Linked DNA regions of Mus musculus: region 2 is linked to region 1. Evidence: chromatin contacts called from public promoter capture Hi-C data. All regions are on one chromosome and are shown on one strand. Each heading gives the region's core, a stretch centred on a gene start, on an enhancer-like site or on the middle of the called end of the contact. The rest is flanking DNA. Distances are from core to core; before and after follow the strand shown.

The links. Promoter capture Hi-C pulls out the DNA fragments that hold promoters and counts their contacts.
Region 2: a contact with region 1 is called in a promoter capture Hi-C map of hippocampal neurons, with 2.1 times the contacts expected there. The contact joins the enhancer-like site here to the promoter of 1700099I09Rik in region 1. A contact is called at or near these places in 3 of 39 promoter capture datasets (hematopoietic stem and progenitor cells, hippocampal neurons and pre-B cells), 2 of 484 Hi-C or Micro-C datasets (Sertoli cells and nephron progenitors), 1 of 115 datasets of contacts at active chromatin or transcription factors (embryonic stem cells) and 1 of 9 other capture datasets (pancreatic islet).

The regions. Positions count from the first base shown.
Region 1 is chr13:102,758,754-102,761,865 of GRCm38.p6, reverse strand. 1700099I09Rik (RIKEN cDNA 1700099I09 gene) reads right to left here and starts at 1,611. Exons shown (of 2, transcript NR_130318.1): 1 at 1,570-1,611; 2 at 1-604. Mast4 (microtubule associated serine/threonine kinase family member 4) reads left to right here. Exons shown (of 29, transcript NM_175171.3): 20 at 449-571; 21 at 794-906; 22 at 2,716-2,843.
Region 2 is chr13:102,875,891-102,879,002 of GRCm38.p6, reverse strand. The region is part of intron 4 of Mast4 (microtubule associated serine/threonine kinase family member 4); the gene reads left to right. Among named protein-coding and RNA genes, the nearest start is that of Gm30106, 30 kb to the left of the region's middle. Within about 2 kb of position 1,657, at least 78 of the 459 cell types and tissues checked have an H3K27ac peak or open chromatin away from gene starts, as enhancers often do. A contact at or near this core is called in hippocampal neurons and pancreatic islet, where this site is marked.

The sequences.
Region 1 (3,112 bases), core at 362-2,861:
AGGAAAAATCCATCATTATTAACCTTCCCTCCAGAAGAAATCTTGCTGTAAGCACATTTTGCACCTTGTTAGGATCTTCAGGGTTTGTAATGAGCAAGTCTGTTTTTGGGCCAACGTGCGTCCATGTCCCCAGGTTCAGTATAATGTGATTTTAAGTGGCCCTGTCATTAACCTTTGAAAAATGGAAGAAGTCGTAGAAAAATTAACTGAGAAAAATCTGTGCTATAGCAACCGCTGTTAGCAAAATCTGATTTCCTGCTGATAAAGTCTAGAAATTTTTTTTTTCAAGTTTTGGTTGTAGAAGGTGGGGGCGGGGGGGGGGGAGGTAGTGTGGACTCCACCACTTCTTCATTTCTCTGCTAACAAATATCGTGAACTGTTTGTAAGCGTGGTGCTTCCTGTACAGAGGGTGGTTCAGCCTCTCAGCCTCGCTCCTCTCCCCGTCCAGGTGGAGCCTATGAAGTGAAGCAGCATCGTTTCTTCCGCTCCTTAGACTGGAACAGTTTGCTGAGACAGAAGGCGGAATTTATTCCCCAACTGGAATCGGAGGATGACACAAGTTATTTTGATAGTACGTGCATTATCTGACATCCTTTGGCCTTTCCTAGATTTAAAAAAAGAAAAACAAAAACAAAACCATAGTTCATCTCCAACTTCACACTTTCCAACTTCGTACCTACAAATTCTAGAAAGCTCCCTGTTGTTCTGCTCCAGGTCCTCAGAGGGTAGTTGTCACTGTTAAATACAGAAGCTCTCTGAGTAACCCAGACTGTTCCCAACCCTTCCTCCGCAGCTCGGTCAGAGAAGTATCATCACATGGAGACGGAGGAGGAGGACGATACAAACGATGAGGACTTCACCGTGGAGATAAGGCAGTTTTCTTCCTGTTCACACAGGTTTTCAAAAGTAAGTGGGACGGGGCATCAGCATGCAAAACCTTGGTATCCACCTCAGTTGGACTAGACTGTAAAAGCACCTGCGCTTTGTGGGGTGTGAGTTCTCCAGCACTCAAAACTCCCAGTTAGTTGGGGAAATGGTCTCATATACTTAATAAGCAGCCGTTTTCCACCCTAAAGACATGGCTCCAACTTTGGGAGTTGATTGTTGCTTTGAGGCAAAGATGCCAACGCTTTGTTGTCTTTCATGAGAGTTGTCATGTGGTGAACTTGCCTACCTGCCCCCTAAGGTCTAGCTGAGAGCTAGTCTGTGGAGGCTTTTGTCAATGAGGAAGGGCATAGGCGTCACTGTGTGCAGAGATCCCCCTTATTGTGACACAGTATAACACAGGAATGATACTCAGTTCTTTGCATGAGCCAGGGTTCTTGGGGGACACTTGACTTTGAGATAAGCAAATATTTTGATCGGTAATAGAGATTATAACTGATATCGAAAAGGCAGTGGGAAGACAACGATAGAAGTTTAGAAATGGTAGAAGAAAATAAGATTGATTGAGAGAGATCCCTTTTTATAAACTCAGGTAAGATTTTAAAACAGACAAACAAACAACCTGATTTTTTTGGTAGGTTGGGAACCCAGGGATAATGGAAATAAACCCAGAGGGCACCCTACCTCCTTTCTGCTAGTCTCAGTTGCTACATCTTTGTGGTTGCCATGGCATTTTGCATGATTCTTCCTTAGGAATTCTATAACAATTGGTGATTTTAAAGCACTCTGTATGTTTTCCTGAATGATTACCCAAAATGCATCTGCAGATCAGCCAGTGCTGCCCCTGTCTGTTTATAGGACCAACATGGGGGCAGGGATTTCCCTGGAGACTTACAGCATGTGTGTCCTGAAGCAAGTTTAACTGACATCGGATGGGTCCTCAGAACACAACCCATCCTTTGCTCTCTCTCAGAACTCCTCCTACACAGTTTGCTTCTTTACTTTGGAAAGCGTTTTATTTTCCCCGGCCTCCTGTTCTTTAGCCTCATCTTCTTCTAACTCTAGAGAGACTGTGGCGATTCAGAAGTGGGCTAAAAAGAGGCCTCTTTGCCTAAGCTATAGTCTCCTGCAACTGCAACTGCAGCTGCAGCTGCCTGATTTGTAAGCCAAAGGTATCTGGTTAGCTCCCTCTTCCCCAGAACCCGCCCCACTCTAAGTTCTGAAACACACCATCCCTTCCTCTACCCGCACGCAACCTCAACTCCTGACTGGCGGCCATTAAACACCTTTTCTTTTCTGTATCATTTTCTCTATCTGGTTACTTTTTGAGCCCCGAGCCAGTCTGAGATGTACATTGCTCCGAAACCATGAAACCTGAGTGCATCTACGATTCTTCTTTGTAGATACAGAGTCCTTGAGGTTTGGTGAAAGGAGAGGGTCAGTCCAGCCCCCCCACTCGAAAAGAATGTGTCTTCATACCTTAACCCTTCTCTCTTGTGGCGTGCACACAACCTTGTTAGCATTTTCCACAACATGGCCCTAGTTTCCAATTTTTTTTGTTCGGTTTGGTTTTTTAGAGACAGGGTTTCTCTGTGTAGCTCTGGCTGTCCTGAAACTCACTCTGTAGACCAAGCTGGTTTAGAACTCAGAGATCTGCCGCTCTTTGCCTCCCAAGTTCTGAGATGAAAGGTGTGCACCACCATGTGTGGGTCTGCCAGTTCCTGATTTTACTTCAATATTCGGGGTTTTGGTTTTTTAATTTTTTTCCCTAAGACTTCTGACAAGCTCTTTTTAGATGTAGTTCATAAACAATGGTTATTCGCCCCGCAGGTTTTCAGCAGTATAGATCGCATAACTCAAAATTCAGGAGAAGACAAAGATGACTCTGAGGACAAGACCAAAAGCACAACGTTGCCATCCACAGAGACACTCAGCTGGAGTTCCGAATACTCTGAAATGTACGTGAGAAGCTCCCCAGGGCCCTCGTAAACAGTGTGTGCTGGGGCAGTGCATCTGAGACCCACGCCCAGAGTTTCCACTCCAGTAGATCTCAGATTGCCCCAACAGCATAGATGTCCTTCCATGCCCCCTGCTTGTGCTGACACTGGGTACCATATCATAAGAACAATTGCTCCAGACATCCATTGGTTAGGATTATCCAGCTTCCCTTTTAGCCTGGTTTCCTCAACCCTTAATGGTTTCCTGGAGGTGGAGGTGTGACTTGCTC
Region 2 (3,112 bases), core at 408-2,907, 120 kb before region 1:
GACAGTGCTTCCCACCAAGACCTGGTTTGTATCACAGAGGAGAGCATGATAGGAAGTTGTTTGCTTTTCTGTTGAATTGAGTAAACACTCAGACCAAAAGCAGCTCAGGGGAGGAGAGGGCTTACACTTTCAGGTCACCATCTATCACTGAAGGACGTCAGGGCAGGAACTCAAGCAGCCGCCGTGAAAAAGTGTAGCCTGCTAGCTCACTGGTTCAGCCTCAGCTGGCTTCCTTCTATAGCTCAGGCTTACCTGCCCAGAGAAGGTGCCACCCCACAGTCGGCTTTCCAAGGGGCTCACGGCAATTGCCAGTCAAAAAAATCTCTCCTAGATACACAGACAGGGGCACAGGTCAGCCTGAGCTCTTCACTTGTAGTTCCTTCTTCCCAAGTGACTCTGGGTTGTGTCAAGCTAACACTATTCTCACTCTGTTTTGAAGTGTGTGTGTGTGTGTGTGTGTGTGTGTGTGTGTGTGTGTGTGTGTTTAAGGAAGTTTAGTTTGATGCCTAGCCCTGGGTGAGCATTGTATATTGGGGTGCCTAATGCCTTCTAAATGTTTCAGACCCCTCTGTTTTCTTGTCTTGGGTGTTTATGTCACTCTTCCTAACAATGTCTCATTTTACAAAGCCTTATGCATCGTTAAAACTGTATTTTTTATTTAGAATCTTAGTTCAATAGAGCATTGTGCTAAAGAGGCCAGGGTCATGGGTGTTACCATCAAGTATTACAATGAAAAATAAAAAAAGCAGCTCCCTCTTTTCTATAGCTTCAGGCATTGTGTTAGCATTTGCTGATAATACTTGGCGTCGCTTTTCCAAGTATGAATGGTGCTGCGTAGCTCATTAGCCATGCTGGGAAAGACAAGCCAGCCGGTATCCTGTAGGTACAGCGGTGCCACCTAAGGTCTGTTTCCTCCTGTGTGAAGGAGGGTGCTTTAAGGACTTCCTGTGTGGGGCAGATCTACTGGAGCGAAGCACATAGGTTTCTCCAACAGAATTATGTCATGTAAGTTCTTCACGAATGATGACCATCCTTCTGCGTATAACCCAGGCTGGTGTCCTTCCCAGACAGACATTGTCCGCATCTTGCCAGCCCAGCTCGAGATACCAAGCATTTCCCAGAGTTCATGATGTCTCTCCTCACTACTTTAATCCGATTTATTGCCCTTCAAAGTCTTAATAAGGACACCTTGTAGGTTCTGGCTGGGGGCTGGGGGCTCTGATCATTCATGCGTTGAACTTTAAATAAGTTGGGAAGATCGGCTGGGTCTTATTTTCGTCGTTTGACGGTATTTGACATTTACAGGGGTGTGCTCCATTTGTGCCACAATAAATGCATTTGTGTTTAGAGATACTATGCCAGGTTTTCCTCCCTCTCAAACTAAAAGTAGAGTTTTGTTGTTGTTGTTTTCGCTCTTGCATTCAAAATGAAATGCTAAAAAAGCCTGCTTACCCAGATTCTCGTCAGATGTATGAAAACCCGGCACAATCCCATGCAGCCCGACTGCAGTGAGCTGCTGCTGGCTGAAGGCAGGAAGACTCACTTCCCTCTCTGTCTCCACAGTCCCACCTGTTTTCAGAGCCCAGAGGTTCCCAGTAGGGCCTGTTGACTTTGCTACCCACTGCTCTGTTTACAGGTCAGGAGGGTAGCCCTTCCTGCCCGGCCCTTTGCTTAGCGCTTCCAGGTGAGGAATTGGATTCCCAGTGTCCCTTGCCGCACTTGCCATGTGGAAATGAGTCAGTGGAAAATTCACTTACTCATCCTGACCTACTTCTGTCTCTTGTGCTGGAGGTGTGCTTATTTGTCGAGAGCGATCTCTCCTCCTTCCAAAACCCCATGCTCTGTGGTTGCTTTAACACTTTAGCCTATAAACTGTTTGAGAAGATGTAGAGTTGTCTACATTGTTCTATAAATAATATGGCCAGACCTATAATCCATTTTAAAATGAGCTCCCGGGAGTCGGGAGACTCTGACTTTGGATAATTCCCAACACAGCCCCTGCCTCCTAAGAGTCTGTGACTTTTAGGAGAAATTGCAAGATGAGAGCCCTGACTAACGTAAGAAGGGAGGGGTAAGGAAGGGCCAGTCTGCTATGTGAGAACCCAGGCATCCCCACTTTCAGAAACCATAGCAAAACCTTCTTCACCCCCACCTCATTTTCACTCTCTTAATTTTAAAAAACTTTCAAGTGTGCTATCAAGCCATGTATTGCCTCAAGTGCTACTCAAGGAATAAGAGGGTGCATGGGAGAGCAATGAGGAGCCCTTCTGTAGCAAGATTGTGTAGGTCCGCCATTTTGACTTTGAAGGAAGGCAAAAGACTCCACAGCAAGGCCAACACGAACTGCTCACTGCTTGCCTAGCTTTGCCTTAAAAAAAAAATTAAAAATCAAAGTCCTGTCTGTCTCAATTGGAGAGAGTTTAGTCCATGCGATCACATGTCTTGATAAGGGATCCACCTTCTTTGAGAAGAACAGAGCTTGAATCCAGAAAAACAGAAAGTGATATACGGTGCACATTTCATACAGAAACACACGGTCACACTAAGGGTAACTCCAAATAACTAGCTAGTTTTACAGTCCTTTATGTTGTATGTAACGTTGTGCAGATAGCACTGTATTAGAAGTAATAATTCGGGCTGGAGAGATGGCTCAGTGGTTAAGAGCACCAACTGCTCTTCCGGAGGTCCTGAGTTCAATTCCCAGCAGCCACATGGTGGTTCATAACCATCTGTAATGGGGTCTGATGCCGTCTTCTGGTATGTCTGAAGACAGCAATGATGATGTACTCATATACATAAAATAAATAAATCTTTAAAAAATAATAATTCCCTTAGTGTACATATACAAGGTTGAGTTGCTAGCTTGGAACAAAGACTTTGAGCTTACAGATAAGTAGTCTTACTAGAAGTAAGTATATGGGAGTAAATGAAACCCCTGTCTAAGGGACGAGATAGTATTCTTTTGAAACAACAGCTCACTCTTGGCAGCTAATTAGTTCTTACTGTGAACAACTCACCCTTAAAAAGAAGAAGAAAAGCCGAGCCTGTTTAAAAGGTGGCAACCACCACCATTAAAGTCGCAGAGTTGGGGTTTCAGTGTCAGCTGACTGAT